Regions from separate parts of the Mus musculus genome. Here regions 1, 2, 4, 5, 6 and 7 are each linked to region 3. The links are chromatin contacts, called in public promoter capture Hi-C maps. All regions are on one chromosome and are shown on one strand. Each heading gives the region's core, a stretch centred on a gene start, on an enhancer-like site or on the middle of the called end of the contact. The rest is flanking DNA. Distances are from core to core; before and after follow the strand shown.

The links. Promoter capture Hi-C pulls out the DNA fragments that hold promoters and counts their contacts.
Region 1: a contact with region 3 is called in a promoter capture Hi-C map of liver, with 2.2 times the contacts expected there. The contact joins the promoter of Ndor1 here to the promoter of Pmpca in region 3. A contact is called at or near these places in 4 of 39 promoter capture datasets (the SN4741 cell line, hippocampal neurons, liver and 1 more) and 2 of 115 datasets of contacts at active chromatin or transcription factors (large pre-B cells and pancreatic cancer cells).
Region 2: a promoter capture Hi-C map of liver shows a contact between it and region 3, with 4 times the contacts expected there. The contact joins the promoter of Brd3os here to the promoter of Pmpca in region 3. A contact is called at or near these places in 9 of 39 promoter capture datasets (cranial neural crest, embryonic stem cells, frontonasal cranial neural crest and 5 more), 1 of 115 datasets of contacts at active chromatin or transcription factors (stem cell-derived neural progenitor cells) and 2 of 9 other capture datasets (adipose tissue and liver).
Region 4: a contact with region 3 is called in a promoter capture Hi-C map of liver, with 4 times the contacts expected there. The contact joins the promoter of Man1b1 here to the promoter of Pmpca in region 3. A contact is called at or near these places in 6 of 39 promoter capture datasets (the C10 cell line, the SN4741 cell line, hippocampal neurons and 2 more), 1 of 115 datasets of contacts at active chromatin or transcription factors (microglia) and 2 of 9 other capture datasets (liver and macrophages).
Region 5: a promoter capture Hi-C map of liver shows a contact between it and region 3, with 2.2 times the contacts expected there. The contact joins the promoter of Entpd8 here to the promoter of Pmpca in region 3. A contact is called at or near these places in 1 of 39 promoter capture datasets (liver) and 1 of 9 other capture datasets (adipose tissue).
Region 6: a contact with region 3 is called in a promoter capture Hi-C map of the C10 cell line, with 4 times the contacts expected there. The contact joins the promoter of Anapc2 here to the promoter of Pmpca in region 3. A contact is called at or near these places in 2 of 39 promoter capture datasets (the C10 cell line and liver) and 2 of 115 datasets of contacts at active chromatin or transcription factors (large pre-B cells and pancreatic cancer cells).
Region 7: a promoter capture Hi-C map of hematopoietic stem and progenitor cells shows a contact between it and region 3, with 2.7 times the contacts expected there. The contact joins the promoter of Uap1l1 here to the promoter of Pmpca in region 3. A contact is called at or near these places in 7 of 39 promoter capture datasets (the HPC-7 cell line, the SN4741 cell line, embryonic stem cells and 3 more), 2 of 484 Hi-C or Micro-C datasets (both in embryonic stem cells) and 1 of 115 datasets of contacts at active chromatin or transcription factors (pancreatic cancer cells).

Annotation. Positions count from the first base shown.
Region 1 is chr2:25,254,086-25,257,320 of GRCm38.p6, reverse strand. It overlaps Ndor1 (NADPH dependent diflavin oxidoreductase 1), which reads left to right and starts at 1,907. Exons shown (of 14, transcript NM_001082476.2): 1 at 1,907-2,104; 2 at 2,380-2,457. The coding sequence starts at 1,970. It overlaps Tmem203 (transmembrane protein 203), which reads right to left and starts at 1,882. Exons shown (of 1, transcript NM_177344.3): 1 at 969-1,882. The coding sequence starts at 1,651. The coding sequence ends at 1,241.
Region 2 is chr2:27,440,458-27,443,791 of GRCm38.p6, reverse strand. Brd3os (bromodomain containing 3, opposite strand) reads right to left here and starts at 1,356. Exons shown (of 2, transcript NM_001360791.1): 1 at 978-1,356; 2 at 1-864. The coding sequence starts at 409. The coding sequence ends at 155.
Region 3 is chr2:26,387,812-26,390,719 of GRCm38.p6, reverse strand. Pmpca (peptidase (mitochondrial processing) alpha) reads right to left here and starts at 1,372. Exons shown (of 13, transcript NM_173180.3): 1 at 1,288-1,372; 2 at 582-784; 3 at 410-489; 4 at 143-225. The coding sequence starts at 1,355. It overlaps Entr1 (endosome associated trafficking regulator 1), which reads left to right and starts at 1,404. Exons shown (of 10, transcript NM_026563.3): 1 at 1,404-1,571; 2 at 1,655-1,804; 3 at 2,160-2,228. The coding sequence starts at 1,502.
Region 4 is chr2:25,331,275-25,334,352 of GRCm38.p6, reverse strand. Man1b1 (mannosidase, alpha, class 1B, member 1) reads right to left here and starts at 1,610. Exons shown (of 13, transcript NM_001029983.2): 1 at 1,377-1,610; 2 at 810-918. The coding sequence starts at 1,493. AA543186 (expressed sequence AA543186) reads left to right here and starts at 1,782. Exons shown (of 2, transcript NR_027448.1): 1 at 1,782-2,205.
Region 5 is chr2:25,078,604-25,081,684 of GRCm38.p6, reverse strand. It overlaps Entpd8 (ectonucleoside triphosphate diphosphohydrolase 8), which reads right to left and starts at 1,362. Exons shown (of 10, transcript NM_028093.1): 1 at 1,134-1,362.
Region 6 is chr2:25,271,202-25,274,460 of GRCm38.p6, reverse strand. It overlaps Anapc2 (anaphase promoting complex subunit 2), which reads right to left and starts at 1,995. Exons shown (of 13, transcript NM_175300.4): 1 at 1,784-1,995; 2 at 924-1,546; 3 at 529-661. The coding sequence starts at 1,945. It overlaps Ssna1 (SS nuclear autoantigen 1), which reads left to right and starts at 2,043. Exons shown (of 3, transcript NM_023464.2): 1 at 2,043-2,163; 2 at 2,333-2,532; 3 at 2,880-3,259. The coding sequence starts at 2,112. The coding sequence ends at 2,987.
Region 7 is chr2:25,364,231-25,367,282 of GRCm38.p6, reverse strand. Uap1l1 (UDP-N-acteylglucosamine pyrophosphorylase 1-like 1) reads left to right here and starts at 1,620. Exons shown (of 9, transcript NM_001033293.3): 1 at 1,620-1,956; 2 at 2,198-2,402; 3 at 2,596-2,771; 4 at 3,010-3,052. The coding sequence starts at 1,668.

The DNA of each region.
Region 1 (3,235 bases), core at 658-3,157, 1.1 Mb after region 3:
CCATTGTCTTTAGCTGGGGTGGGTAGTAGTGCAAGTTACTCATCTCCTACAACAAGAAACAGGGATTTGCCGAAAACAGTCTAACACCCAAAGTGTTCTAGCCATGGTGCACTAATGACCACATGGCAAAGGGCGTCTTAGCATTCACCTGATGCAAACATTGGGATGCTTAAATATATATTGTTAATTTCAGGAAACATTTTTTTCCATCAGCAAATGGTCTCATTTGGCACACAACTGACATAAACTCAAAGACCGACCGTAAGCTAATAAATTTCAGCTGTAAATGTATCCACCGCCATGAGCATGTGAGCACCCGTTCCTAATGTCTATGCTTCCTTTTCTAGGTCTGTCTGTCTCAAGTGTATTAATGACGCCTGCCACAAGGTGGTGGGAAAGTCCGTGAAACTGCAATCGGGGGCTGGTGTGATGGCTCAGTGGTTAAGAGCACCGACTGCTCTTCTGAAGGTCCTGAGTTCAAATCCCAGCAACCGCATGGTGGCTCACATCCATCCGTAACAAAATCTGATGCCCTCTTCTGGAGTGTCTGAAGACAGCTACAGTGTACTTACATATAATAAATAAATAAATCTTTAAAAAAAAAAAAAAAAAAAAAAAAAAAAAAAAAAAAAAAAAAAAAAAAAAACTGCAATCGGTTGAGCCAGGAAATCAAGCAATGCCTTGAGACCAGAATTTTTTCTCAGATGGCAGATACCCACACAGGGCCCTATTCATGCCCTTTCTCAACAGTCTGCTTTCTCTTTGTCTTTGTGAGGTGGAATGAACAAAAGGCTAGTCTTTGGCAGAAAAGAGGAAAAGGGATGCCAGCCCTCTTTATCAATCGTATAAGTCTGCCCTGGACAGATGAAGGGACATGCTCTGAGGTCAGTGCTGCTGAGTGAACAAGCTGATTTATAAAGGGGGCACATCACCATGGGAAATACTCAGAGCCCAGCAGGATATTTTACTTATATGCAGTCTCCAAATGCTGGAAAAGTTCAGTATTGACTGGCAATTCAGAGCATGAATAACTGGAAATAAGTTTTAATAAACAAGACTTCACTTTTAAGCTTTGCTCGAGGAAACGATCTTATATATAAAGAAAACTGGACAGTAAACTGGGCACAAGCAAACACTGATTTCTGACCAAAGCTCCACCAGTGTGGCACCAAGTTGGGTCAGGACCGGGAGGTCCAGAACTCCAGCTGCGCAGTGCTCCATTTCCAGCCACTGCAAGAGGCTAGTTGACGCGACAAGCCCGGATCATGAGCAGCTGCAGGAGAATGAAGACCGGAGACGTGATCAGGCCGAACCAGAGCTCTCGAGTCTGCTCCACTAGCTTCTGGCACAGCAACATCTCAAAGACAAACTTGAGGCTAAGGACGGTGAGAACCCAGAAGAGGCGCAGCACAGCCAGTCGCTTCTCCCCATCTTGGAAGAGTCGAACGGAAACGATGGTGGTGAAGTAGGTACTGAGCCCGTCGGCGGCGAAAAAGGGCACAAAGACGTTCCACCAGGAGAGGCCCGGAGTCAAGCCATCCACTCGCAGTGCCAACAGTACGGAGAACACCAACAGGGCCAGCAGGTGCACGAATATCTCAAAGGTGGCGAAGCCCAGCCACTGCACCAGCTCCCGCAGCGAGAATAACATCGCGCCTGCTTAACACCGGCCACCGGTGCCCCGCACCGGGCTGTGACGTCTCCGACCGCAGACCTGGCGACCGCCTGCTGCCGCCGCTGCACACGGGAGGCAGCAAGCAGCCCAACCTGGCCTGGACGCCGGCCCTGGGGCTCTGCGACCCTGAGGACCCCAACCCCGGACCCGGAACCGGAGGCTAGCAGAAGCCCGTGGTGTCCAGATGCTATCCCCGCCCCTCCCCCCGCTGGCGCAGTTGAAACGCGTCATTTCCTGTTGACAGCGGAAGGGGGAAGTTGGTGAGGTGTGCGGTTCTGGCCGGCGTGTGCAGTAATGCAGGTTCCACAGCTCCTGGTGCTTTTCGGCAGCCAGACTGGTACAGCCCAGGACGAGGCGGAGAGGCTGGGCCGTGAGGCCCGGCGCCGGCGGCTAGGTTGCCGCGTGCAGGCTTTGGACTCTTACTCCGTGGTGAGGCTCGGGCGCTACGGCGGAGACCCTCCACCGGACTTCGCGCCCTCGGATGGAGGACGTTTGAGTGAGGCCCTTTGGGCCCAAGCGGATTCAGGGGAAAGGGAGGCACTAGGTTGAGGCCTGAGAAAGTAAAGCCTGGTAGCCAGTGGGAATAAGTGTCCAAACACTTTTACTCTGTTCCCCTAGGTGAAGGTGGTGGTGGGATGCGGTGCAGGGAGGGCACTGATCAAGGCTGCCAGAGACCTTACATCTACTTGTGTCTTGTCCTCGAGGCGAATCTCATTAGGGAGCCCCTGGTGATATTTGTTTGTGCGACCACAGGCCAAGGAGACCCTCCTGACAACATGAAGGTAAGGTTGGCCTAATGTGTACCCTCATCCTGTTTTCATTGCTGTATAAGAGTCCCAGCGTGCACAGAAATAGCTTCCCTTCAACGCGTGTTGAGTATGAGAGGTGCCTTTGAGAGAGATTCTTTTTGTAGATCCGAGGAGAGAAATAGCTCTTAAAACCACACCTGGTGCTAGGGAAAGTGCCAGATGTTCAGAGAGTAAAGGGGGTCCTGAAATCGTACACAACTCTTGGGAAGGAAGGAGCACACCTTTAATTCTAGCTCTTGGGAGGCAGGAGCAGATGGAGCTGGCCAGGGCTACATAGAACCTGTCTCTAAAATAAATTAATAAAAGGAGGGGCAGATGGTGGTGAGAAGCAACCTGTGTAAAGGGCAGAAAGTTGAGGATTCCCCAGCCATGAACTGTGCTGACAGAAAAGGGGTAGGAAGAAAGGTTCATTCAAAAATCCTGGATAGCTACAGTGAAATGTCCTATTAAGATGAAAGCTATAGGGACTATGGAATTGACACAGTGATGCTGTCAGTGTAGCAAGACCACCACCTATCTGAACATGGCAAGAATAATGCTAGGCAATAAATATATCCCCGTAAGCAGGAGGTGCACACGTGCCTTGAGCTGGGTGGTGGCCCAAGGCTGAATAAATCAGGCATATTCCAGAGAGCCCAAAAGGTAGACTCAGCAGGGTGTGTAATCAGAGGGATATAAAAGATGAGGGCAGAATCACAGCACAAGAACCCAAAGTAAAGCCGGGGGAGGTTGTGCACGCCTTTAATCCCAG
Region 2 (3,334 bases), core at 107-2,606, 1.1 Mb before region 3:
CCTTTTGTTTGGAAGCATTTCCTGGGCTTGGGCAGTGAGAGGAGCATCTAGGTACCTGTTGTGCCCCTAATAAAGTGTTGGATGACATTCTTGGGTGTTGCGTTTTTATACCACGGCTTGATCTTCATGGCCATCAAGGGTCTTCTCCCTGGAATTACATGATTGAGCAAAACTTAGACTGGCCAGTGTCCCTAGAGACCCCAAGCTGGTTTTTGTCTCGAACTAAGATGGCCTCATTTCCATACTGGGAGTACCACATGCTGCGGCTTCTGCTCAGGTATGTACTAGGTGGTACAGACTCCAACTTCTGCTGCTCTTGTTGCCAAATGAGCAAGGACGTATCCCTGTACCGGAGGCGGGCATAGGATTCTGACAGGGCCTTTTCTGCCAGCGGGACTCGCCCACTCATCCCACAGGCCCAGCGTCCTGCACACCTGGCTTTCCTCCTAGGCCAGGAACAGCCGGCTGCTGTGCTTTGTAACTAGTTGGCCAACAACCTTGATGGCTGTTGGGTTTGGGAGTCCTTGTTCAACTTAATAGTGAAAGTAGGTAACTTAGACCTTCCATAGGCAAGATCCTCAGGAGGGCAGGAGAATCCAAGACACATCTCTGACCATTCAGGAGCCACGTGAGAGCCATTCCAGACAAAGTGCTCTAGTGTTGACAGTGACTCCACACCACTCCTGGGAAGCTTATCAGGTGTCCACTGCCGCTGCAATACTGCTGAGCTCAAAGAGATGTATCCAGGGTGTCTGCAGCAGGGGCTGGCCTGTCCACCCCGCTCAAAACACAATGGGGATGTGGACTAAGCGTTGGTTCAGGTCCTTTCTTCTAGCCAGTCTTCCACTCTTACCAAGGGTGACACTACAAAGGGAAGAAACTGTCGGAAGGGGAGGGGAGTCGGGGACAGGCCCAGCATGGGCCTCACCACCAGGAGCAGCCTCTATGGGCCAGAGTGTTCAAGCGAGGTTACTCACGGATGCAGCTTGCTGAGCTGAGCTGAGCGGAAGGATGAGGCGGATGGACAATCGCAGGTCCCTTAATAACCCACAGACGGTTGGCGGTCCCAGGGTCTCCTCTCCGCTGGTGAGAGAAGCGGTCCTCAGCTATGGAGTAGAGAGCTACTGGAAGGAGGAAGGATGCGAGCCCTACGCCCCAGCGGCCAGCAAAGTCACCGCTTGCCCGGATGCTCCAGCGAAGCAGACTTTGCCACCGGCGCTCGCGGACACGCGTGGGCCTGCTGACGCAAGGGATCCAGGTCCCGGGCAGAGCCAGGAGGCCGCGGCTACGTCTCCATGGCAGCGTCGCAGGCGTGGCGAGCCGAGCACCGAGGACCAGCCTGCAGACGGACACATCGATCATTCTGTGGGCGGGGCCAAAGACCTAGAGGGAGAGGAGGAGCGTCCAGAGGGCGGTGGGGAAGGAAAGGGGAAGGACTGGAGTGGGAGGGGGAGCTTGGAGAGAACTTAGGTTAGGGGGCGGAGAGAATAGGGGGAGGAGGAGATCCAGAGAAAAGGGAGAGGGGAGGAGCTTGAAGAGAGGAGGAGCCGGAGAAAGAGGCAGAGCGAGATCCAGGATAAGGAGAGAGTGGAGAGAGAGGAGGATCCCGAGAAATTTGGGAGTGTGTAGTGGGGGAAGAATCTAGGAGATGGGGAGGCTCTGGAGGGGGGAGCATGAAAGGAATGCTAGGAGAAGACAGAGCTAGGGAGGAGAGGATGAGGATTGAGAGGAGGAGCCTGAAGAGGCAGAGGAAGAAGAGGCGTTTGGGGGAAGCAGAGTGGGCATTGCAGAGTGGAGGGGGTGGTAAACACAAAGGGAGAAGCCAGGATAGAAAAGGAGCCTGGGGAAGACACTCTGGAGTCAGGACTGGGAGGGAGATGGGGCTAAGAGCTGGGGAGAAGAGCTTGGGGGCATTGTAAGGAGGAGCATGGAGGGTGAGGAGCGGCTAGGAAACCTGGAGGAGATGCTGAAGAGGGATTAGGAGTTAGCATTAGGCACCTTCCCAGTTCTCGATCCTAACATGGTTTCTGAGGTTTTCTTTCTTTCTTTCTTTCTTTCTTTCTTTCTTTCTTTCTTTCTTTCTTTCTTTCTTTCTTTCTTTCTTTCTCTCTCTCTCTCTCTCTCTCTCTCTCTCTCTCTCTCTCTCTCTCTCTCCCTCCCTCCCTCCCTCCCTCCCTCCCTCCCTCCCTCCGTCTCTCTCTTTCTTTCTTTCTTTTTTTGTTTTTTCGAGACAGAGTTTCTCTGTATAGCCCTGGCTGCCCTGGAACTCACTTTGTAGACCAGGCTGGCCTCGAACTCAGAAATCCACCTGCCTCTGCTTCCCACAGTGCTGGGATTAATTTTATGTTTGGGTTGGAGCTTTTGTGGTCTGGAGTTTGACGCCACGGCCTTGGGCATGTTAGGCAAGTGCTCTAAGGCTAAGCTTTGTCTTCAGTCCTTATTTTCTTTGTGCAGTTTCCTTCTCAGACCTATTGCTGTTATTATTGACATCCCACTCAGATGATGGGCACATTTGTTTTCAATTTATTTAATGTGGTGTGGGATGCATCATTTCAAAAGTAGCTGCGAAATTCCGCCATTCCACATACTGCTCATTTGAATTGTCCTAAAGCCCCAGGAAAATTCAGCATACACTCCTATTACACCCGACCAAACACTGTGACCCCGTGTCCATCATTTTTCTGCATAAGTTCTATTTTCACACTTTAGTCCGATGCCAGTTAAGAATATTGACATCAGTGGGTGTTGGAAAAGGAGCAGGGTGGGATGGTGGTGGCAGGAATTTTCGAGGCAGAGGCAGGCAGATCTCTGAGTTTGAGGCCAGCTTAGTCTAGTCAATGAGTTTCAGATCAACCAAGGCTACCTAGCAAGACCTTATCTCAAAAAGATAAGAGAGAGAAAAGAAAAAAGAATATTGACACCATGGACAGCCCCAAAACAAAACCAAAGTACAGAATACCATTTTGTTGTTGTTTTGTTTTGTTTTGTTTTGTTTTATTTTTCAAGATATGGTTTCTCAGTGTAACAGCCCTGACTGTCCTGGACTCGATTTGTCGATCAGGCTGTCCTCAAACTCACAGAGATCTGCCTGTCTCGTGCCTCCTGAGCACTGAGATTAAAGACATGTACCACCACTCCCCAGGATGGAATACCAATTTTTCCCCCCCATGGCTCCACTCGCTCTGGTCTGCTTGCTCACTCACTTCTGCCCTGCTTGCTTCGGCTGTATTTATTTCATGTATGTGAGTACACTGTCACAGTCTTCAGACACAGCAGAAGAGGGCGTCGGATCCCATTACAGATGGTTGTGAGCCACCATGTGGTTGCTGGGAAT
Region 3 (2,908 bases), core at 123-2,622:
CAAAGGATGTCAGAGAAGAAACTAGTATGGAATGCTTTCTGTCCCCAACATCAGGCATGCTGTGGATTTTCAGAGAGACTCTAAGAGACTCTGACCAAGGATGAGGAGGACATGATGAGGAGGACAGATGGACATGAAATACCTTGAGGTCTGGCAGTCACAGATACCACCATGTTTTTCCAGCGTAAGCAGGATTTCGTCTTTGCTGTCAAATCGAGCAGTGGACTATAAAAATAATTAAGCTTAAGTAAATAACCCAAAATCCATTAAGTGTACATTTGCTTTCAAACACACAAAATCATGTCAGAAGTCTTTTGTGAGCACCAACTTCATATTCAGATCCTTAACTAATACAAGTTCTTAAAAAGGAAAACTGAAAACTTATAAAAATTACAAATTAGACACTGACCGAAAATGCCAATTTTTCCAAAAAATGAGCTATTCCACTAAGATATTTCGCTTCATATCGTGATCCTGAATTAATAAGAACTGGTAATAAAAAGAAAATGGACAGGTTAAGCCAAATATTCAAAACATTTAATCAACAGAAAGTTTTCAAAACAATGGCCAATAGAACTTACTTCCTACGGTACAGAATTGTCCAAACTTATTTTGAGATGCCACACGAAGCCCATTGTCCAGAGTGGTAACTTTGGTTTCAAACTTTTCCTGTCCATCAACTGTTGCAAAAATAGGCTTGGGTACTCCAGGCAAGGGAGAAGAGAGGGGGATGTTGGGGTAGGTGGCACCACTGCTGAACCGTCTGTGTGCAGGAGATCCAAACCTACAGCAGAGCAGCAAAATATTTAGTCTTATTTTATGTCACGGATGTATGTTCATCACAGGCATGCCCGTTGTCCATGGAGGTCAGAAGAGGGCTTTGGATCCCCTGGATAGTGGAGTTATAGATAGATGGTTGTGAGCCACCAAATGGGCGCTGGTAGCCAAACCCAGGGGAAGCAGTCAGTAGGCCTAACTACTGAGCCATCTCTTCGACCCCGGTCTTTGGGGCTTCACTGTCCACTCTGATCAGCAGGCTGCGTGAGAAACGAGTTCCTGTGCATATGGGCCTGGGCAAGCCCGGCCCCTCAGGGCTTCGCTTTGGTCTAAAGGCTCCAGCCGAGGGACTCTGCCGACCACTCCCAACCAGGTTCCAGTCCCCAGCTCCTTCTCCAGGCCCAAGGCGCCTGTGCTCTGATCCAGAGGCCCATTCTTCTCTTCCAGTTCCCCCCGGTACCAACTCCCCCGAGTCCTCCCTTCCTCGCACCGAGACAGGCCTCGGCTCACCTGGGCCGCGCGCACAGCACCGCAGATCCCCGAAGCAGCCGCGCAGCCGCCCACACTGCCGTCGCCATCGCGCCGCCGCGCTTCTGCGGTCACTTCCGCTTCCGACCCCGCCCCGCGGCGTTCGGCGCTGGCTTCCGGCCCGCCGAGCCGGATGAGGCAGGGGCCGGCGACTGCCTTGCGGGCCATGGGGCCGCGGCCGGGTTAGGGCGCGGCGATGTCGGGCTACGCGCGGCGGCAGGGCGCGCCCCCTCTATCGCGGACGCGGAGCCTTGTGGTTCCCGACGGTGAGCGGCGCGCGGCTGGGGCAGGGCCGGGGGGCGCGGGCGGCGGCGGCCCGCGGTGAAGCCGCTCTCGTTGTCGCTTACAGCTCCTGCGTTCTATGAGCGCCGGTCTTGTCTCCCCCAGCTAGACTGTGAGCGCCCCCATGGCGGGGACCTGCACCCCCATCTCTTCGGCTTTCGGCCGACGTTTATGTGCTATGTGCCCAGCCCGGTGCTGGCTTCGGTAGGAGACACAGGTGAGAGTCGGTCGGGGCGCCGGCCACAGTGCGGAGCTGGGCAGCGCGGGGAGCCCTCCCCACAGCCCGCCCGCCCGCCTCAAGGCAGGAAGGTAGTGCCTGGTGGAGCTCGGAGGCCACTTAAGCCCACCGGCTTGGGCAAGGCCAGGGGCTGGACCTAGCGGGTCTGCGTTCCACCTGCAGCTGCTCTTAGAGCGCGCAGGGATGTGTAGTTTACCGCATCCAGCCTCAGAAGACAGCTTTCTAGTCCCAGACTCAGTGGGAGTCAGGCGTCTGCGGTCTTCACCTCCCTGGACAAACGCTGCAGTCATAAGGCTTGCTGTGATCACGGTGAGCTGACCATGTCTTTTTGCAGGTTTTGGCTATGGAAAGGGGAAATGTACTAACCAAGGTCCTTCGGGAGCCCCTGAGACGCGCTTTGGAGGTAGAGTAGCTCAGTGGGTCTTCTTTCCCTCTTAGACTCAGTGCCTGGCAGGGGTCTGGCCATGGGCTTTCAGGATGACAGGGTTTAAGGGGTATATACCTGGAGCCCAAAAGAGCAGTGGAGCCGGGCAGTGGTGGCGCACGCCTTTAATCCCAGCACTTGGGAGGCAGAGGTAGGCGGATTTCTGAGTTCGAGGTCAGCCTGGTCTACAGAGTGAGTTCCAGGACAGCCAGGGCTACACAGAGAAACCCTGTCTTGAAAAACCAAGAAAAAGAAAAAAGCGACATAAGATGTAGGTGTTATGAGACCCACATAAGCAACTGAGTCTGATAGGTGTGGAGGTAGAGGCTGGTCAACTAGGGTAGTTGGAGAGAAGGTCAGAGGAAGGGATGGCATAGAGCAGTTCCTGAGATGCACTGTGGCATCTCAGCAGCTTTGAATCGCCTACAGTAGCCTTCAGCCCACTGTGTTGTGTGTTTGTGTGTGCGCACAGGGGGTAGTATGTGTAGGGGGGTGGAGTGAAGTCAGCCTCAGCAACCTACAGGCTTTACTGGGGAACTGGGCATATGACTCAGAGGTAGATCAGTTACCTGAATGTGGGTGGACCCCTGGACTTGACCTTTGTTTGGCACAGCATTTTTTGTTTCTTTTAAAGTGGCAAGGGTTGTCTCAAGGAGGCC
Region 4 (3,078 bases), core at 361-2,860, 1.1 Mb after region 3:
TAAGGCCCATTACAGGCTCCAGAACAGATGTCTAAACAGGTGCTATTTGTTTCAGGTAGTGAAACCTCCAAGAAGCACTGAACTCAAGAAGGCCCAGAGGAATCAAATCTGCTGTTAGTGTCATTGTATCTTGGAGAGAGTTTGTCTGTGGAGCCCTGGCTTTGTAAACCAGGCTGACCTCAAACTCAGAGTCACCTGCTTCTCCCTCCCAAGTGCTGGGATTAAAAGCGCCACCACCTCCCAGCTTGAGCAGGGTTTTATGTAGCCCAAGCTAGCCTCAACTCCTGATCCTCCTACCTCTATTTCCCAAGTGTGAAGACCACAGTCTTTTCCAGGCTGAATTCTTTTTCAAGCATTTGGCAGAGTGTGTCCTTAAACACAACATACAACAACCCCCTCAGCCCCGCAACATATCAATTTAATAGTGCCCAAACAGGCAGCTTGACTTGAGCAATCTGAAGCAATGTTTGGGTTTCCAACCTTAAAGCAGCCCAGAAGGAATCCTAGGATCCTCTCAGGATATCCACTGGTCCCAGGCAAACACACTGTACCACGTGGTAGGGACATGTGATTAGTGCTGATCTGCTGCTATAGACTGATGGGGAGGGGAGGGACAGCACTGTTGGCCCAAAGACCTACAGGGTCACCTGTACACCAGTTGGTCATACTGGGCTCCACATTTTCCCCTCTGCTGTATTTATTGCCAATCTGTCACCACATGCCTTGTGGTACTGTTTTATCTGGATTGCAATACTGTATCTGACCTCAGCCTGCATCTCCTCTGCTCGAGCACCACTGGTATTTCATACCTTTCCACTGGTCAGCCGTATGAAGAGAGTACAGGAATCCACAGAGAATCAGAAAGCCCAAGACGAAGAGAATCACATTCCGCTGTAGCCTCGAAAGCTGCTTCCATTTCTAAGAAAGAGCCGGGAAAATGACACTTGTCACAGATTCGGTTAAAAGAGCAATTCAGAGAGACCCTTATGTAAGGCTTGTCCTTACTTGAGGGCAGGTAAGTTCCCTCTCAGCAAAGTTTACATTGACAGAACAGTGCTAGAGGTGACAGAGCACACCATCCCATACATGGCACAAGATCTGTACACCATGTGTCCAGCTGCACGTGCACTGGAGAAAAACTCCTGAAATCCCCATGACTTGGCTCAGGCATCGTCGGACCATACGGGCTGTGCTCATTGCCCCCTCAGCTCAGGATCCCCAGGGCACCTGACATTAGGCAGGGGAAGCAACCACACCGAAACCCAAGCTGCGAGAACCAGACGCAGCACAGAAACTTCTGGACGCTGGAAGAGACACGAACGCTCCAGCTAGGTACTTCCCTCGGTAAGGCTTCCCCAGCCCGGACCCCGCCTCACCCTCCAGCATGAGCGCCGCCGCCGGCTCTTGCTGTTGTCGTAGCTCTCGCCCAGGCTCAGCGTCACCGAGATGAAGTCCCGGTGAGGCGCCGGCGGCGGCGCCGGCGGTGGGTACATAACTGCGAAGCCGGCCCAAAAGACCTCGCTTGCTGGAGGCGTCAGGAAGCCCAAGACTGAGAAAGACCGCGGGCTGCCATAACGAAGGCATCCACACCCCGCCCATCGCCCTAAACACCAGTGCGCACGCGCCGCGTCTTATCGGTCGTTGCGCAAGCTCAGAACCCTAGTCTAAGCACCGCGCCTGCGTACACCCTTGTGCTGGTATTTCCTGGCGGGTCACTGGCGTCACGATACCCGCCCCTGTGCCGTTGACGTTATTTCATCGCGTCCTTACGTCGCTGAATCGCGCGCATCCGCTCCATTGCAGGCGTCCTGCAGACTCCCTGTTGGGGGCGGACTGACTACGGTTTGGAGAAGTGTTCTTTGTTGCAGTTACGTCTGGCTTGAGTTGTGGACTATCACCCTTGCCGGAGTCCTGCGCTCGATCTCGGGGAGCGGGCATCACCCTGGCGCGCCTGGAGGTGAAACGCAAAACTCCTGACCGGAGGAAGGGACGGCCCTGCTGAGGCTGAGTCCTGGGGTGGCTCTGCGCCCTGAGGCCGCGGCCTGGCCTTTCTAGTCGCTCCGGCCTGGGAGCGACCCTTTCTGCGACCATTCCGCTCCTAGCCCTACCTACGTACTCGGCAACGGGTTTAAAACGACCTCACTTTTCCGTGCGCGTGGTTCCCTCGAGGAAAACATGCAAAACGACAAAACTGCCCACTGTCCGGTGGGTGAAACTGCTGCTTCCCAACTTACTTGTGGTATTTCTGAGCATTTGGAGAGTTCCCTACGTTGCGATCATTTAGTTTGAATCTCCTACAGAAGACCTACCTGATCCCGCGCCCCTTCCCTACATTTTTTTTTTTTTTTTTTTGTGGGGTTGGGGGAGGTTCGAGACAGGGTTTCTCTGTATAGCCCTGGCTGTCCTGGAACTCACTCTGTAGACCAGGCTGGCCTCAAACTCAGAAATCCGCCTGCCTCTGCCTCCCGAGTGCTGGGGTTAAAGGCGTTCGCCACCACACCCGGCCCCTTCCCTACTTTTAAGTCCTCACAGATCGCTATTACAATAGTGCTCTCAAATGTAGGTTTTCGGAACCATGGCAGATGGTGCAATGACTTTGAGGTCTGCATATCTTCCAAAATGAAGGCGGAGTTCTTGTTGGCTATTCACGCCAACTCAAGCCAGGTCTACACATTCCCACGTTCTGCTACTGCTTATGACCATGAGGTGGCAGTTGGCATACCAAAGGGCTAGTTAGAGCTCTACGTTAAAAAAAAAAATAAACCTTTGAGGGAAGAAATAGGAAGAGTTTGTTAGACCAAAACAAAATCTGGAGCTGAAAATCTTCCAATTCAAGCCAGGCAAGAATGATAAGCCACTGTGGGACAAATCCTTGTCCAAGTTCAGAATCTAGCGACATTGAAGGTCTTGAAGGGGTTGAAAGAGGAAAACCAAGTCAGCCACAGAGAGCAATGATGAAGTAACCTTGCCCTTCTCATAATTAAAGCAAAGCAACACCTGTCTGTGCCCATATACAGACTCTTAACACTGCAGAGGTAAGGAAGTTACATAGTTCCAAGCCAGCCTGGGCCCCAGAGT
Region 5 (3,081 bases), core at 113-2,612, 1.3 Mb after region 3:
GTTAGATCAGTAGCCAGGACAGCCACAAACAAACAAACAAACAAACAAACAAACAAACAAAATGGCCAAGAACAGTTTCCAAAGTCTTATTGGGCAAGCCCAGTATTGTCACAGAGCCTGGGGGCCAGTACAGAGGGTACAGCCCAGTGGAGCCAAGATGGACATTTCTGGTGCCACTATCAAGGGCTAATGAAGCCCCATCTAGACCTCCTACGTAGGCATCACCCTTCCTCTCCCTCTGGACCCTTGCTCTCTTGATTCCCCATGAAGAGTCCCATGTCTGGACTGAACTCAGGACTTCAGAGTCTCCCAGTGCTGGACTTCTTTCTGGGAGCCTCAGAACCATGCTACATGGAATCCAGGGGCCAGGTGTGGGCCCCTCAAGAGGCCAGCTAGCATTCTATTCTTCTTAACAAAGACATCTGATTTTTCTTGAAATCCTAAACTTGGATTTCTCTAATGGAGATCTGAGAGATTTTAGCTGACCCCGGATGAACCTGGGCAGCTGACCATGGAATGCTATTCTCCACAGTACTCAAGACATCTATACCCGTATCTCCTCTGGAGCCCAGCAGGGATTCCGAGTCCTGACCTACCCAGCCTACCAATGTACAGAGAAGCCACTAGGCAGCTCCTGGTCAGCTCTGCTTCAGAACATACCTCACAGTGGCTGTTGTTACCTACTGAACTTGGCAAAGCCGGGGTGTTCCCTGAGAATCCAAGCACTTCGAAATTCTGTGACTTGGTATCTCATGGCATATCCCCCAAGAATGAAAATACTCCCAGTGTTTCAAGAATGGTAAACAGAGGTTAGGACTCCTAGGGACAGGCTAAATGGGGCACTAGCTCATCTGAAGTAAGGGAAACGGAGGAAAAAGGACAAATGACCTGCCCAGAGACTGAATTGTAACTCCAGCCAGCACCCCAAAGCACAGGGACAAGTGGGTCACAGGTAGTAACTAAGAAAACACAGACCGCACCTCAGGGGTGTCATACCTGAGACTGGGTTGTTATACAAAAAGCACAAGGCAGGCTCCCCTCACCCAGGACAGGCAGTCCCCTCACTCACCCAGGAAAGGCACTCCCCTACCAAAGCCAGCCCACAGACCAGGACAGCCCCTGAGGTCGCTCACCTGCACTGGGAGCCAACTTTCAAGGATAGCTTGAGGAAGTTCTGCTTCTGACCTGCACACCTGCTGTCCTCCACACCCCGTCTCCACCTACTTGAACCTGGGGCTGTGGTGGGAGGAGCAGGCTGCTCTCTAGCTGCTGCTCTGGCATCTACTAATTTTACTCTATCTCATTAATTCCAGGCTTACATCTTGCTCCTGTGGAGGGAGGAAGAGCAGCGTCCCTAGTTGTCAGGACGGACTTTGGAACTGACCTGGGGATGACAGAGAAGGCAGGACTAGGGACACCCTCCCGCTTACTGTGGACCTTGTCCTCTGCCCTTCTTACTTGGGCCAGGCCAGATGGAGTCAAGTAACAAGTGACTGAGCGTCCAGAGGCTACAGGGCTGGGTGCTGCAGAGCTGCAGAGCTGCAAATGTAGGTGAGTCAGAGAAAGTCACTTTTCTTTAGACCTGTTGGGATTTTAAAACATAAGGTACTGGATAAAGCTCGGTTAAATATAGGTAGAATTGTTTACCTAGCATGCAGGAAGTCCTATGTTCAAGCCGCGGCACCATAGGAAATCGATGTGGAGGTACCTGATGAAGTCCTAGCACTCAGGAGGCAGGAGGATCAGATGTTTTAGGTCATCCTATGAGTACAAAGCCAGCTTGTAGGGGAGACCTAGCCTCAAAAAAAAAAAAAAAATGGAGAAAATGGAGCTGGAGAGATGATAGTTCAGTGGGCAAAGAGCTTGCCATACAAGCATGAGGTCCTGAGTTCAGAGGCACGACACTGACATAAAAGCTAGGTATGGTGGCCCATGTCTGTAATCCCAGTGTTGTGGACAGGGTTGGGGGCAAAAGCTGGTGAATTTCGACATCTTCCTGGCTAACCAGTCTAGCTAAACTGCAGAGCTTCGGGTTCAGTGAAAGACTCAGTCTCAGATGGATGATAGTAGATAAATGGATAAATAGTAGATAGATAGGTAGATGAATAGATAGATATAGACAGATGATAGATAATATATAATAGAGACAAGATAAATATATGATAGATAGATAATAGATATATAGGAAATAGAGATAGAGATGATAGAGATGATAGATAGATAGATAGATAGATAGATAGATAGATAGATAGAAGACAGATAATAGATATAGACAGATAGACAGACAGATGGTGTTCTTTTAGGGTTTCTATTGCTGTGATAAAACATCATAACCAAAAATAACTTGGGGAAGAAAGGGCTTGTTTGGCTTACACTTCAAGGTAACAGTTCATCACTGAGGAAAGTTAGGGCAAGAACTCAAGCAGGACAGGAACTTGGAGGCAGGAGCTGATGCAGAGGCTGTGGAGAAGTGCTGCTTACTGGCTTGCTCTTTCTTCCCTGTTTGGCCTGCCTTCTTATACAACCCAGGGTCACCAGTGCAAGGGTGGCACCGCCCACAGTGAGCTGGGCACTTCCACATCAATCATTAATCCAGAAAATGTTCTACAAGCTTGCCTAGAGGCCAGTCTGGTGGGGACATTTTCTCAGTTGAGGTTTCCTCTCTCAAAATGACTCTGGCTTGTATCATATGGACATAAAAACTAGCCAGCACAATTAGCTCTGCTTCAGAGCAACCTCACAGTGAATGTTGCTGCCTTCTGGACTAGTCAAAGCCAGAGTGTTCCCTGAGCCTCCAAGCACTCTGAAATTCTGTGACTTTGTATCCTGTAGCATACCCCACAGGAATGAAGGCACTCCCTTCAATCCCGGGTTCATGCAATTGAGGATTCACTCACCTTCACCAATGGCCTCCTCTGACATCTCTTTAGAAGTTCAGCCCTGCCACTCAGTGCCAAGTCTCACCAAGTCTCAGCTACTCTCCAGGACCCCTTCATGCCTTCAAAACCAACACTACTTGCAGGACTTTTACAATATCAGTTTTTTGTTTGTTTGTTTGTTTGTTTGTTTTGTTTTGTTGGG
Region 6 (3,259 bases), core at 746-3,245, 1.1 Mb after region 3:
CCATCATGGCTAATATGCATCCACAGCAGATAGACTCTTGAAGAATGGGAAGTACGGAGTGAAGCAGAAACAAGGTCTATGGCTTCATGGGGCTGAACCTAGCTTCTTCACAATACAAACCATACCTCAACAGTATGGGCAACCAGAAGCATTCACTGGGACACCCTAGCTCCATGCTAGAGTGTACACTGGTTACAGGTTAATCCTGAAGGGAACTGTAGGCAATGGAAACTTGTAGGCAGTGGAAAGAAAAGGGTCTCGTAGGCCTGTCTTGCCACACCTACCTGAGGAAACTCGTTGTAGCTACCTCTGGTCCAGGATTTAAAATTTTTATTTTAAATGCACGACCTATTTAGTACATACGAGATTTGTTCTTGTCATCAGGATCCAGGACTGGCTTCTATAGACAGCACCAGGATAACCTCAACCATCACCACTCCTGGTCAACTTGCCTACTGTTTGGTATCAGGTCTACCACAACTCCACTTTTGCCTTTAACAAGAAACAGACCAGAGAGGTGATTCTCACCTTGTGAAACTCACGCAAAAAAGAGCGCTCATACTCTCCTCGGCAGCGGTCTTCCATCCTTTCCCGGGTCACCTGATGCAGGGTGGTTGTCACGGCCTCAGCACAAACCCGCTCCAGCAGACTGAGCCTATGCCTAGAAAAGATCCCCGCTCATGGAGAACCCACAACACACATCTGTCCCTTACCTAGGAGGGCTCTCCCCATAAAGATACTGCACACACACCCTATGCCTATGTCCAGGACAGTATAAACGTGATGAACAATAATCCCTGGTTACAAGTATGGGCAAAAAAGACATCGCCAGTTAGTCTATAAGCTCTATTGAGAGGTCTTTTGAATTCAGGACTAATGAAGCTTGCAGAGAAACCGCAGCATGGTTAGGAAGCAGTACTCACAGGACCTGGCTCAGCTGGTTGAACTGCTCCAGTGCCTGCCGGCACCAGCACTGCTGCTTGTCACTGCCACATCCTGCGCACAGAGGACTCTGCAAAAGTCGGTAGTACCTGCGGCGGGCATACCGGCTATCTAGCTCACCCTCTAGTTCCGGGTCTGTGCCCCCTTCTCCTTTTCTCTTGCTCTGCATATAGACTCTCAAGAAACGACCATAGAGGCGCTGGACCATCTCCTGGAATGTCCTAGGGGTGGAAAAAAACAGGACTCCCCGCAACATAGTGTGAACTTTCTCCCGAAGCCCCTGAGCTCCAGCGCCCATCAGCAAGCCCAGACGAGTCCATTTCTCTAGGAGTTCTAGGCTATGCAGATAGGGATCCAAGCGGCTTTCCAGCAGACCGAACGCATCCAGGAGCAGCCCAAGGCACTGGGGCTCATCGACAGAGTTTTCTCGCAGAGCGATGGCATTCCAGAACTCCGTGGCAATATTGCCTTGAAGGTCGTTCTGCAGCACTTCCACGAACCACTCCTCCAGGACAGAGTGCAGACCGTGTCCCCTCAGAACCTCCACCGCTGCACGAAGCTCTTCCTCCTTTGGTGGGACTGCACCGCTGGTCCGGGAAGACGCCTGGAGCACGGAAAACCGTGAGCAGAGGGGCGGAATAGGGGTAAAGGGAGAGGAGGGGCATGGAAAAACCCAGCAACCGAAGAGCTGCCAGGGAACCAAACAAATCAGGTAGCTGAGGAAGGAGGCAAGCCCACTACAGGCAGGCCACGGAGCTGTGAGGCCCCAAGGGTGGACCCCCTAAAGTATGCAAAGTCGCGGGAAATCTGCACAGGCCCGACAACCTTTCCCCGGCCTCACCAGCCCCAGCGCGGCCGGCGGCACCAGACCGGTGCTCACAGTATTCCAGGCAACCAAGAGCTCCTGTCCAGGCCTAGAGTCGCAGTCATCGGAGGCAATAATTGTCGCCGCCGCCGCCGCCGCCGCCGCCGCCGCCGCCACCGCCACACCCTCGGCCTCCATCACTGTCCACAAAACAGACCCGCCCAGTAGAGCGCACGGTGATGACGCAAGCGCGGACCTGTGGCGCAGCCGTGACGTTCACCAGCCCGCGCGCTTTGTGGGCAGTGCGCAGGTGCGGACTTAGCTGTGCAGGCGGCGGTTGAGGCTTCCGGACGCGGTGCAGACCATGACCCAACAGGGCGCGGCGCTGCAGAACTACAACAACGAGTTGGTCAAGTGTGAGCGTCGGGCACTGAAGGCCGCGGGCCGGGGCCGGCCGACCCACTCGGGAGGCTGCGTGGACATGCCTCACGAGCCCCGCTCTGCGGCCTGCCCCTCTGTCATTGCTGGTTGGGGTCGGAAGCTCACGAGTCCCCACCCACAGCTCTGTCTTCCCACCCACCCTAGGCATCGAGGAGTTGTGTCAGAAGCGAGAGGAGCTGTGCCGGCAGATCCAGCAAGAGGAGGACGAAAAGCAGCGGCTACAGAATGAGGTGAGGCAGCTCACGGAGAAGTTGGCCCGCGTCAACGAGAACCTGGCGCGCAAGATCGCCTCTCGCAACGAGTTTGACCGGACCATCGCAGAAACCGAGGCCGCCTACCTCAAGGTGGGGCTCTCAGATGTCTGTTGTGAGTGCCTTACTACCATCTGAGGCTAGGTAGGGCCCATTGTGGTTCAGAGGCTGTAGGTGGAACAGTGGGCTGTCTGTGGGTTCCAAAAGTGAGCATTGGTGTATTGGACAGAGTACACGGTGTGGGCCTGAATTAACCCAGCCTGGCTTTGCAGGGTGGAAGAGCTCTGGGACAGGTGCAGAAGGGAGGATGGTTTTACTCCATAACCAGTTGGCTACAGCACAGATGACCAAATTGAGATTTCCATCCTCCATTATTAGAGCCTGAGGCAATGGGACCTTCCTACCAGAGAAATAACATCCTTTTATTTCTCTGGCCCCAGATCCTGGAGAGCTCTCAGACTCTGCTTAGTGTACTCAAAAGAGAAGCTGGGAACCTGACTAAAGCCACAGCTTCAGACCAGAAGAGTAGTGGAGGCAAGGACAGCTGACGAGTGCCTGTTTCAGCCGTGGCCTATGGCTGCTTAGTCCTCAACATGTCTGTCCTAAAGCATCTTTGTTCTTCGTGGCCTCAGATGTCTTTTATCTCTGGTGCCCAGAGGGGCAATTTCTGACCTCCACCTGCCTAGACAAGAAAAGCCCTAGGACAGTCCAATGGAAGAGGTGTTCCCAGCTCCGTACTCACATGTGCTGTGGGGACCCTGAGCAGCTCCATGAGGGGCCTCTCTCTGAAGCTCCTGAATCCCTTTGGGCTACCAGGAAT
Region 7 (3,052 bases), core at 371-2,870, 1.0 Mb after region 3:
CTGGCCTCGAACTCAGAAATCCTCCTGCCTCTGCCTCCCGAGTGCTGGGATTAAAGGCGTGCGCCACCACGCCCGGCGTAAATTTTTTTAAGACTTACTTATTTTATGTGTAAATACACTTCAGACACACCAGAAGAGGACATTGAATCCCATTACAGATGGTTGTGAGGAAGGGTAGGCAGTGCTCTTAACCACTAAACCGTCTTTCTAGCCCTGCTTTTATACTTTTTACAAGAGGTTTTATCTATACCAGGTGATGATGGTGCTCACCTTTAATCCCAACACTAGGAGGCAGAGGCAGGCAGATCTCTGAGTTTGAGGCCCATCTGGTCTACAGAATGAGTTTCAGGACAGCCAGGACTACACAGAGAAATCTCATCTCAAAAATAAAAAACAACACACACAAAACAACAACAACAAAAAGAAACAAGAGGTTTTATGAAAAAGCAAACTAAAGCAGTAAGGGGATGCAGAGCCAGTCTGGAACAACTGAGTTCCTAAAGGTAGGCAGGTGAGGGGAGGTGGGTGCAGGTTGAAGCTAGCCTGGGTCTGCCTGCTGCCCCCAGGCTAGCAGTGGGGGTTCTAGGTGAATGCTTACAGGGTCAAGCCGACTCCTCTCAGGCTCAGCTTCTAAGGAGAGAGGCTCCCAGGCCGCTGTCTTGCTTCTGGGTTGCTCAGAGGATTAGTCAGAAGAAAGAGAGACACTGACACATGACAGTCATCAGCCTATCGGGGATTGGAGGCTAGCTGCTTCCCAGAAGCACTTTTTCCAGAAGTAACTTTTCCCAGTTTCACAAAAGGCACTTTTAGCAAGTCAATTTCCACACACCAAAACCTTTTTTATCTGATCTAGGGGTTGTCTGAAGGAACCATCATCTAAGCAATTCTCAGCCATTCGAGACTTCCTGGTTTGTCAGGTATGTCTTGGGACTAAGTTACGCTAAGGCTACTTCAAAGCGTAAGTGCCATTACTCCGGAATTCATGCCACAAACAATGGCTCTGCAACAAGTCTGCTGCAGACAACCCTTCTGGCTGTGGACAGGGAGGAGGCTGGGTTATGTCTGGTCAGCCCAGTGCAGATACCTCAGACTTCTTTCTTCCCCGGGGCAAGGACAGAACAGTTTTTTTTTTTTTTTTTTTTTTTAAAGATTTATTTATTTATTTATATGTAAGTACACTGTAGCTGTCTTCAGACACTCCAGAAGAGGGAATCAGATCTCGTTACGGATGGTTGTGAGCCACCATGTGGTTGCTGGGATTTGAACTCTGGACCTTCGGAAGAGCAGTCAGGTGCTCTTACCCACTGAGCCATCTCACCAGCCCAGACAGAACAGTTTTATTCACGTGGTGGGAATTACTTAGGAGAGAAATGACTAGACCTTGGGGTACTAGGAAGGCCTGCTCTGGACCGTACACCTTGAATGCTGGGAGGCCAGATCCTAGGATTCAAGTCCGGAAACGCGCAGGGGAAACTGTATTAAAAGGGTTAAAGATGGGAGAAGCCAAAGAAGACAGAACAGCAGCCCAAGAGGAAAAAGGGGCGGGGTCCTGGGTGGAGGTGCCGCACCCTGGGCCCGCCCCCCTGGGATCTCAGCCCCCGGCCTGGTCTCGTGACATTGGTCAGAAAGTCACGAGTACAGGCTGAGGCGGCCGCTGCAGTTGCAGTATGGACTCGGAGAGGGATGTACGCGCACAGCTGCAGCGTGCGGGCCAGGACCATCTCCTGCGCTTCTATGCCGACCTGGCTCCGGAAGCCCGAGCCGCACTGCTAGCGGAGCTCGCCTCATTGGAGGCCGACGCGCTGCGTGAGCACTGCCAGCGCGCCGCAGCTGCGGGCGCGCTAGCTCCGGGTCCTCTGCCGGACCTGGCTGCGCGCCTGCAGCCCCTGCCCCCAGAACGCGTGGGCAGCGCGATCCGCTGTGACCAAGAGACACGCCTGCGGTGGGAAGAGGAAGGTAGGCAGCGCCGTGCCAGGCTGGGGTTGGGCAGGTCCGGCCCGTTGAGGCCGGAAGAGTTAGAGCCTATGGGCGGTGGGGGTAGTGGGGGCGGAGTGGAGGACACGGACTCGGGAAGTGCAGCGGAGAGTTATTTGCCTTGCAACTTCTTCCTCCTGTGCCTAGTAACCCCCGAAGTCGTGCTCACTTGTGGTTCTCCAAAGTGAAAGAGGCCTTATCTCACGATGCACCTCTCCTCCAGGTTTCCGACAGATTTCTCTGAACAAGGTAGCTGTCCTGCTGCTGGCGGGTGGGCAGGGCACTCGCCTGGGCGTCACATACCCAAAGGGCATGTATCAAGTTGGGCTGCCCAGCCAGAAGACCCTGTATCAACTGCAAGCAGAGCGGATCCGGCGTGTCCAACAGTTGGCTGACCAGCGACAGGGGACCCACTGCACTGTGCCCTGGTGTGTCCTCCATGCCAGCCTCCCAAAAAGACCACCCCTAAATTGACCCAGGCCTACCCCACACCAAGACCTTAGACCCAATCTTAGCACGGCCCTAGACAGAGCCCAGTACTTGCCATTACTGAACCCCTTCTAGACTTGCCAGATTGAGCTGGACTCCCCTGGAAGCAGCTCACTGCTAGGACATTTACAGGTACATCATGACCAGTGAGTTTACCCTGGGACCCACAATCAAGTTCTTCAAGGAGCATGACTTCTTCCACCTGGACCCCACTAACGTAGTGCTGTTCGAGCAGCGCATGCTACCTGCTGTGACCTTTGAGGGCAAGGCCATCCTGGAACGGAAAGACAAAGTTGCCATGGCCCCAGGTATGGCCCACACCTTGGATAGGAACAGGTTGCCCCACCTGGGCCACAGAGTACAGCTGTGGATCAGGAGGCCTGACTCCCAGGTAAGATGTACTCAGGCAGGCTATGTGGCCCTGGGCATGTGGCTCTGGCCAGTCTGGAGTCACAGGCTCTTGGTTTGTGCACCTGCAGCACTTACTAAACTGAGCAGGAGATCAGGCCACAGTCCATGGGTATCCTACTCCTTTCTCCTTTATAGATGGCAACGGGGGTTTGTACTGTGCACTGGCTGACCACCAGAT